Linked DNA regions of Mus musculus: region 2 is linked to region 1. A link is a contact called in public promoter capture Hi-C data. All regions are on one chromosome and are shown on one strand. Each heading gives the region's core, a stretch centred on a gene start, on an enhancer-like site or on the middle of the called end of the contact. The rest is flanking DNA. Distances are from core to core; before and after follow the strand shown. Region 1 holds the start of Nlgn3 (neuroligin 3). Region 2 holds the start of Zmym3 (zinc finger, MYM-type 3).

The links. Capture Hi-C pulls out chosen DNA fragments and counts their contacts.
Region 2: a contact with region 1 is called in a promoter capture Hi-C map of adipose tissue. The contact joins the promoter of Zmym3 here to the promoter of Nlgn3 in region 1. A contact is called at or near these places in 3 of 39 promoter capture datasets (the 3T3-L1 cell line, cranial neural crest and hippocampal neurons), 2 of 115 datasets of contacts at active chromatin or transcription factors (cardiomyocytes and forebrain) and 3 of 9 other capture datasets (adipose tissue, liver and pancreatic islet).

Annotation. Positions count from the first base shown.
Region 1 is chrX:101,297,316-101,300,779 of GRCm38.p6, forward strand. Nlgn3 (neuroligin 3) reads left to right here and starts at 1,864. Exons shown (of 7, transcript NM_172932.4): 1 at 1,864-1,981. It overlaps Med12 (mediator complex subunit 12), which reads left to right. Exons shown (of 45, transcript NM_021521.2): 45 at 1-1,619.
Region 2 is chrX:101,418,382-101,422,185 of GRCm38.p6, forward strand. Zmym3 (zinc finger, MYM-type 3) reads right to left here and starts at 1,841. Exons shown (of 25, transcript NM_019831.3): 1 at 1,765-1,841; 2 at 1-571. The coding sequence starts at 558.

The DNA of each region.
Region 1 (3,464 bases), core at 614-3,113:
GTGGTTGGGGTCCTTCCCTCAGGCTCCATTTTTAATGAATTTTTAGTATTTTTGTTAATGTGAAACATTGAACTGTTGGGTTTTGTATATTATTTATATAGAGATCCTAGAGCTGCTGCACTCAATACACAGAGCTTCTTTGCAAAAGAAGTGTGTGAATGTACACATGGAAGGGTCTCCTGTGAGAGTACCGGGGAAAGGATGAATCACTAAGAAGCTTCATGCCTTCTGCATCGTCTCCCTCCTCACCCTCTGCCTTTGCATTTCTGAGTTCTCGCTGCACTGCTACACTTGGTTCCCTGCTCGAAAGCAACCCGAATGAGCTCCAAGCCCTTGGTCCTCAACTCAACAGTGCAGCTTCATGACAGCCTTTTTCCCACTGGGGATGTGCCACTAGAGGGGGGGCTCATTGGGCTGGAGAGAAACCAGTGCAACCCCATCATCCTTCCACAACACTCCAGATGAGAGTAGGGTAGAGATGCCAGACAATGCCTGTCATTGTGTCGTCTCATGTAGTCCCCACAAATACACCAAGCTAACTAGAGAACTTCTCTGAAGGGAACATTTCTAAATAGTTGCTGTCTGTGCGCATGAGATGGCATGTGATGTGACAGAAGTTCCGACTAGTTCTAGCAGGAAGAGAGACAAGCAGGATGCCACACCTGTTTCTCCCTGACCTGCTGGAACCCCATGTTTTCATACAACCCACCTTGGCAGTTTCCCAGAGTGACTGTTTCTCACTCTCAACCCAAAATTTCCTTCAGAGTCACTTTTGAAACAAGGGCTGGGCTGGTCTCACCATCTCTGTGGTCTGTTTGCCTTAGGCCCTCAATCCAAGGCTGCGCTGGGGGCCCCAGCTACTTTATGACAATTTCTGCTCAGCTAGGACTAGAAGAAGTCTACATTAGTCTGGTGGTTGGGTGATAACTGGAGGGTACCCCCAGGTTGGGTGATAACTGGAGTATACCCCCAATCTATAATTACACCCTATCACTGGGAGGTGTCAGTTATGCCCTTAAAAGCTTGAGTGCCAACTGATGAATATCCAAGTCATTTTTAAAAATATCTCTGAGCCCACAAAGCCCATCTACATACAGGACTTCCTCAAGTCGTGAGAAAGGAACGGGGCTCCCAGGTATGGTAAAGCCAGCACAACTGAAGCAGTTTTTTTCTTGACTTGCTCTATCCTGGAAGCAGCCCAAGGGGTAGAAGTTTGGCTAGGATAAGGGACGTTCAGCAGGGATTTAATGGTGTATGTGTGCTAGGTCAAGTGGATAGGTGTATTACATATAGAAACTAGATAAAAACATTAGCTATTGGGGTGGGGGTAGAAACCAGAATGGGGCGAGAACTGGTCTTTTGAGACTGAATCCAATCCACCTTGACAGAAGCAGCAGAAGTGAATGACATTGACCTCTGGGAGGTAACAGGATGAGGGAAAAGTGACCCCACTGGTGATTGCACCTTGGGTGGTGCTGGTGCTAAGGAGAGGTGATGCTTGCCAAATGAGGGCTTTGTGGCAAGAAACTGGATCTTCTCCATACAGTGCCTCAGTTTCTCCCTGTATCAAGGTCTCAAGCTTTGCCGATAAAGTTTGGATTTGTTTTCCTGGAAAATCACCTACCTGTCTGATAGCTTGGAATGTGAGGGTGGGGGACAGGAGCAGAGCTTGCCTGACGTGGTGGGTGTGTGTGTGTGTGTGTGTGTGTGTGTGTGTGTGTGTGTGTGTGTGTGTGTGGTGGGGGGATTGGGCCATGCCCCAGGACTTGAGCCATCACTGGCACAAAAGGAGTTAATGCCAGGGACCGCGCCCCCCCCACCCCGTGTCCGGGCACGCGCAGCGCGCCCCCTTGGTGCGCGGGCACAGCAGCCAGGCTGCCGGAGAGCTGATCTCGGAGATTCGGGTGCGGAGCCCTTGGCCTGGAGGCGATATGGGTGGTCCGTGGCCTGGTTCAATCGTTTGCAGCCGCCTAGGGAACAGGTGAGGCCGCCTGCTTCGGTCTCTCATCCTCTAGCTGCCCATACCTTTCCCAATCCTGTCCCCTCCCAATCCCGGGTCCCTCCACCTCCCCGGCCAGTGGCTCCCATCCTTCTCAACCCCGTGTTCTCCATAGGTACCCCTGACCTCCCGGCCCTCCCTCACTTTGCTTCTCTCCTCTACCTCCTCCCTAAATCCTGCATCCCTATCATCCTTCCGCCCATGGTTTCTCTATTTCTATCATCCAGCCTGCATGCTCACCAAAAAATACCCCTAACCAGAGCCCCCAGCCCCATTCAAGGATTGCACATTGCCAATACCCTCTCTCCTGCAGTGCACCCCCACACCCCTTCCATCATAGCATCTTACAGCCAGGTTCCCTCCCCCACTCTCTGCAGCCCCCCCACCCAATGGAGGCCTTTATTCTAGCCTCCCCATTCTAAGGCAATTTCATCCTCTAATATCGTTCCAAACCCACATAGCCCCCAATACTGCAGTTCTCAACACTGATCCATTCCAGCACAATGCCCCTTGCCCAAGACTGCTCCAGCCCCCAAAGTCCCCTTAGATGCCATTCTCATCCCAGCATTGCTGCCTCCCTTGTCTTCTCCCAAATTGCAAGTTGGACCAGAATGGAGATCTTGGCCTTGGGAACTAACTCACAGTGGGTCCTAGGGTACAGAGGGCATTTGGGGGTCGGTTGGTTTGTCTAGGTGTTCACCAGAGGGAGGGGCTGCAGCGAATTGACTCAACAGGGGAATTTGGCATTTGGCGCGGAAGGGTTACGGGAGAGGAAGGCCTCTAGAAAGGGTTAATGGAATTTGTGAGGTGGGGGCAGCATCGAGGGGGTTAATGGGGGGGTGCTGGCGGGGAAGCTGTGTGAATGAGCGGTCTGTGCCCCAGAGTTGCCATGGAGACGGTGAATGGGGGGATTGTGTGAACTCAGCTGCGGACTAACCCCCCCCCCATATACACACCCACCCACTCCCTCCTGCCCCACCTCCCTACTCCTACCCCTTCTTTCCCCTTCCCCTTCCCCTCCACCTCTCCACCCGGGTGCATTCTGGGCAGTGTCTGGGATCTCCCCACCCCATACTTTGCTCCCCATTTCCTCTAAGCCCCCATCCCTTTAGTCACTTTACCCGCCTGCCTGCTTTCCTCCCCATCTTTCTCTGTCTCTTGTCTCTCCCTCCTTCTCTGTCTCTGTCTCTCTCTGTCTCTCCCTCCCTGTCTCTGTCTTTCTCTGTCTCTCTTTCACACACACACACACACACACACACACATTCTCATTCCCCTCCCATGGTGGCCGATTGCCGATTGCTGGTCGGTCCCAATCTCCCTCCCCCACCCCTTCAGCCACTTCTTAAAGGAACAGGCCTGAAATCTCGGAAGGCGGGAGAAATGGGGGAAAACTAAATGTGACTGTGTGTGTGTGTGTGTGTGCACGCGTGCGTGCATACACACAAATGTGTGCATGTGTGCACAT
Region 2 (3,804 bases), core at 591-3,090, 120 kb after region 1:
GCTCTGTGGCTGCCCTTGGGTATGCTCCTCCTCCTGCCCAGGGGAGCCCCTTCTCCTTGTAGCTAAGGGGGGTATCTCCTCTTCAATATGAGGAGACTCCAGGATTATTGGAGAATCTGGAGCCAAAGGTTCTAGTAGCCCCTCAGGTGAAGGGGGACTAGCCCCAGCCCCTGGATCAGGTGGCATCACCTCAGGGGTTTGACACCCTGGTCCAGGCTCTAGGGTCTGCTCCCCCGAATCCCATGCAAGGGTTCCCTCAGGACCATGGTCCACCTCTGGGGGAGAAGGGGCTTTATAGAGTAGCCCCCCCAGCCCCAGTAGCTCAGTGGCTCCATCCAGAACTCCTCCAGGGTCCTTCTCCAGGCCAGAAGGGGTATCAAGCAGGTCCAGGGCTCCAGAGGATGGAGACGGACCTGGGGGAGCCCATCCTCGACTTGGGGCAGTCTGAGATTCCAGCAGATCCTCTCCAAATTCCATGTCTACTGGAAGGTCTCCAGCCAGGGGCTTCTCTGGCAGGGTCAATGGGTCAAATGGACTGGGGAAATCACTGGGGTCCATGGCTGGGTATGGGCTGCAGATCGGAAGAGGGGGCAGTAGAGGTGGTCTTAGCCTGAATTTCTTATGTCGGCTGTGGGACACACCCCGTCCGTCATCCACTTGGATTTCTCATTAGCAGCCGCCCCCCACAGCCGATAGGCATTTCCACAGGCTTCAGGCTCAATGTCCACTCCCCCCCCAATACAGCGCCCTCTGTGGGGAGTGGCGTTCCCTGCCCTGGCCCCGTGCCCACACTCGCCAGGCAGTTGGTCTCTAACCCGCCCGACACCCCCCACGGAGACTCGTAGCTCCTTCCTCCCTACCTCTCACACACCCCCCACCTCAGACTCAACGCCCCCTCACATTTTCCCGTGCCTGCCGCAGCCAGAAACCTTTCCCGCTCCGGCGACCTCAGCCCCTGGTCCCTTCTCACTCCCCCCCAAAAGCCCCCCAGGTCTCCAGTCTCTCCCCATCCTCTCCAGCCCCAGCGCCCCTCCCCGCGGAGCCCGTCCTCTCTCAGCCCTTCCCCGCCCCCACAAACTGCTCTTCCTAACCGTCTCCCCCCCACTCGGTTACCTTTCAGGGTGGACCACTTCCTCAGCCCCGTCCCCCCTTTCCTACTGCACCCCTAGTCCTTCCCTTCTCCTGTTGCCCACCCCCCACCTCAGGCATTTACAGGAAGACATTTTGGAGCTACGATTCCTGCTCAAACCCCCCTCCCGGCTACTGCGAGATCCCGCCTGCAGGTTCGGTTCGGCTTGAACAGACCCGACCCCTACCTGAGGCAGGGTTAGAGTAACCGCTACAAGCCTAGAACTGCAGACAGCAACGGCCCCGCGCTCCTTCTCCACCTCCCTCCCTAGCAGCCGGGACAGGGGTCGCGGCCCCTTTAAATGGCAGCGCCGCTTGCAGCGCTGAGCGCTCTGCACCAGGCAGGCGGGCGGTGCCAGCGACCAATCCCATTGGCTGGCTGGAGGAGGGGGCTCGCGAGACAGCGCCGGCCCCCGGCGCGAGACTCCCAGCCCAGTGGCCGCCTGGAAATTGCGGAGTGGAGTGCCGTCACTGGGGATGGAGCGTGAGCCCCCGCCCGGGGCCCCGTTAGTTGAGGAAAAGATAGCCTCTGGAGCTTTGGAGCCCGCCCCCGGGGAAGGCGGCGCCCCCTCTCCACCGAAGGGCCTAGTACACTAAATACACAAAAAAAGGAAGAAAAACCCCACATCTACGCACCTGCTTTCCTTACCTGGCTCAAGAGCCTGGCCCCGTCACACCCGTGCCCGCCCTATCTCCAGAGCCCACTCTACCCGTGATCCCCTCCTCTCATTCAAATGGTTCCCGGTCCCCTCCCCCTCCCCGTGGCTCTCCGCTTCCCACTCGTGTTCCCCCCAGCGTCCCCCCTCAGCACTCCCTACCTACGCCATGCAGCAGACGCCTGCCAAGATTACCCTCCCCCATCCCCACCTCTCCGGGGCCCGGCCCCCCGGGCGACTGTTGGGGTAGTGACAGCGGAGAATGGGGGAGGCAAAGACCCAACCCTCAAGTGCCCCTCCTCCCCTTGTCTGCAACCTCAGCCCCCACTTCCAACCTGTCTAAGAGTCGTAGTTATGGGGTGTCTTAAGCTTACCCTTGCCAGTTAAATGGTTCTGGCTTAGTGACAACGCCTATGCAGTAACGGTTACTGCCTGGTGACCCCCCCCCCCAAAGCAGGTTCTGCAAGGCTACACCCCCGTCTCCCTCCATGGCCTTCGGTTAAGTTCTGGGATCATTGCACTGAATCCTCCTGTAGGAGCTTGAATTTTCTCTTGAATAGTTTTGGTCATCAGAAGCCCCCCACCCACCCATCCACTTGCACACACACACACAGACACACACAAACACTGTCCTTCCCTTTTCCCTCTTTTTCTGTTCTTGTAGGTCTCTCCCTCACAGTCTCTTTGCGTCTCTGCCTCCTGAGAGCACTCAAACACAGCCTCCAGGGATCGTACTAGATGGTGGGCGTGGCTGTGATTAAGGCTTGAGAAGTAGGGTAGGGGTAGGGGTCACTAATACTAGGTCTACTGCCTTAAAAGAATAGGTGGCAGTGTTCATTCTCAGGCCTCATGACAGAACACTTCACAATCCCTCTCTCCACATTCCCAGGATAGTTCTAAGGGCTGCACAGCACTTACCGGACTTAGATACTAGAAACTCAGGCAAGAAGCGTCCAGTGTTGTCCATTGCTCCTCTAATGTGCTTCTGACCTTTCCTCCTTCCCATAGAAAGCCTGCCCACCCTTGTCCTTGGGAATTTTACCCATATTTTAACAGAAGCCTTGTTTTCCCTTCCGCCTACCCCCCCTCAGCCTTGAGGTTGTCTTTGCTCTCTCCTACATCAGAGATAAATGTAATTTTTTTCCGGTGTAGATTGCCTAAACCCGGCTTTCTGTGTCTTAATCAGTATGCTCTGTAGCCATCTCCCACTTTCTGCCTCTTTCTGTTTCTACTGTTTCTTTGTATTTTCTGTTTCTTCCTGGCCCCCTGGCTGTTCTGGGGGTAGAATGTCTAATTTGGTGGCAGATCACGAATTTTCAAGTGGAGTGAAGAGCATCTAAGAGGGAGGGGTGACTTCTGCTCTGGCACGGTGGTCTGGTATTCCAGCACTTAGAAGGCTGTATCAGGATTATGACCATGAGAAAAGCCTGGGCTACATAGTGAAACACCTGTCTCAAAACCAAAAACTGGGTGTGGTGGTGTGCAGGGAACCTGAGGCGAGAGGATTCCCTGTGGTGTGAAGACAGCCTGGACTACATAGCAAGACCCTGTTTCAAAAGAACAAATGCAAACTAAAACAAAACTTCAGTCACACTAAACAACAACTAGGGGCAGTGAGACGTGCAGCAGGGAAAGGCCTTTGCTGCCAAGTCTAAGGACCCAGATAATAGGAGAGAACCTAGGCCTGCAAGTTGTCCTCTGACCAGCACACCTGTGATGTAGCATGCATGCATACACAGGCACACGAAATAATAAGTATGTTTTTTAAACTAATAACAAGGAGCACAGGATTTTACAATAGTACTATCACTCTGCATGATATTATAATGGTAGACACATTATTCAAATACAATGTAAACTACTAAGAGTAAGTGCTAATATAAACTACGGACTTTGGTTAGTAATGATACATCCCTGCCCATTCATGGATTGAAACAAATGTACCTATCTTGTCCTGGATGTTGATAATAGGCAAGGCCATGAGTGTGTGGGGACATGGATATACAGGAAAGCTCTGTCT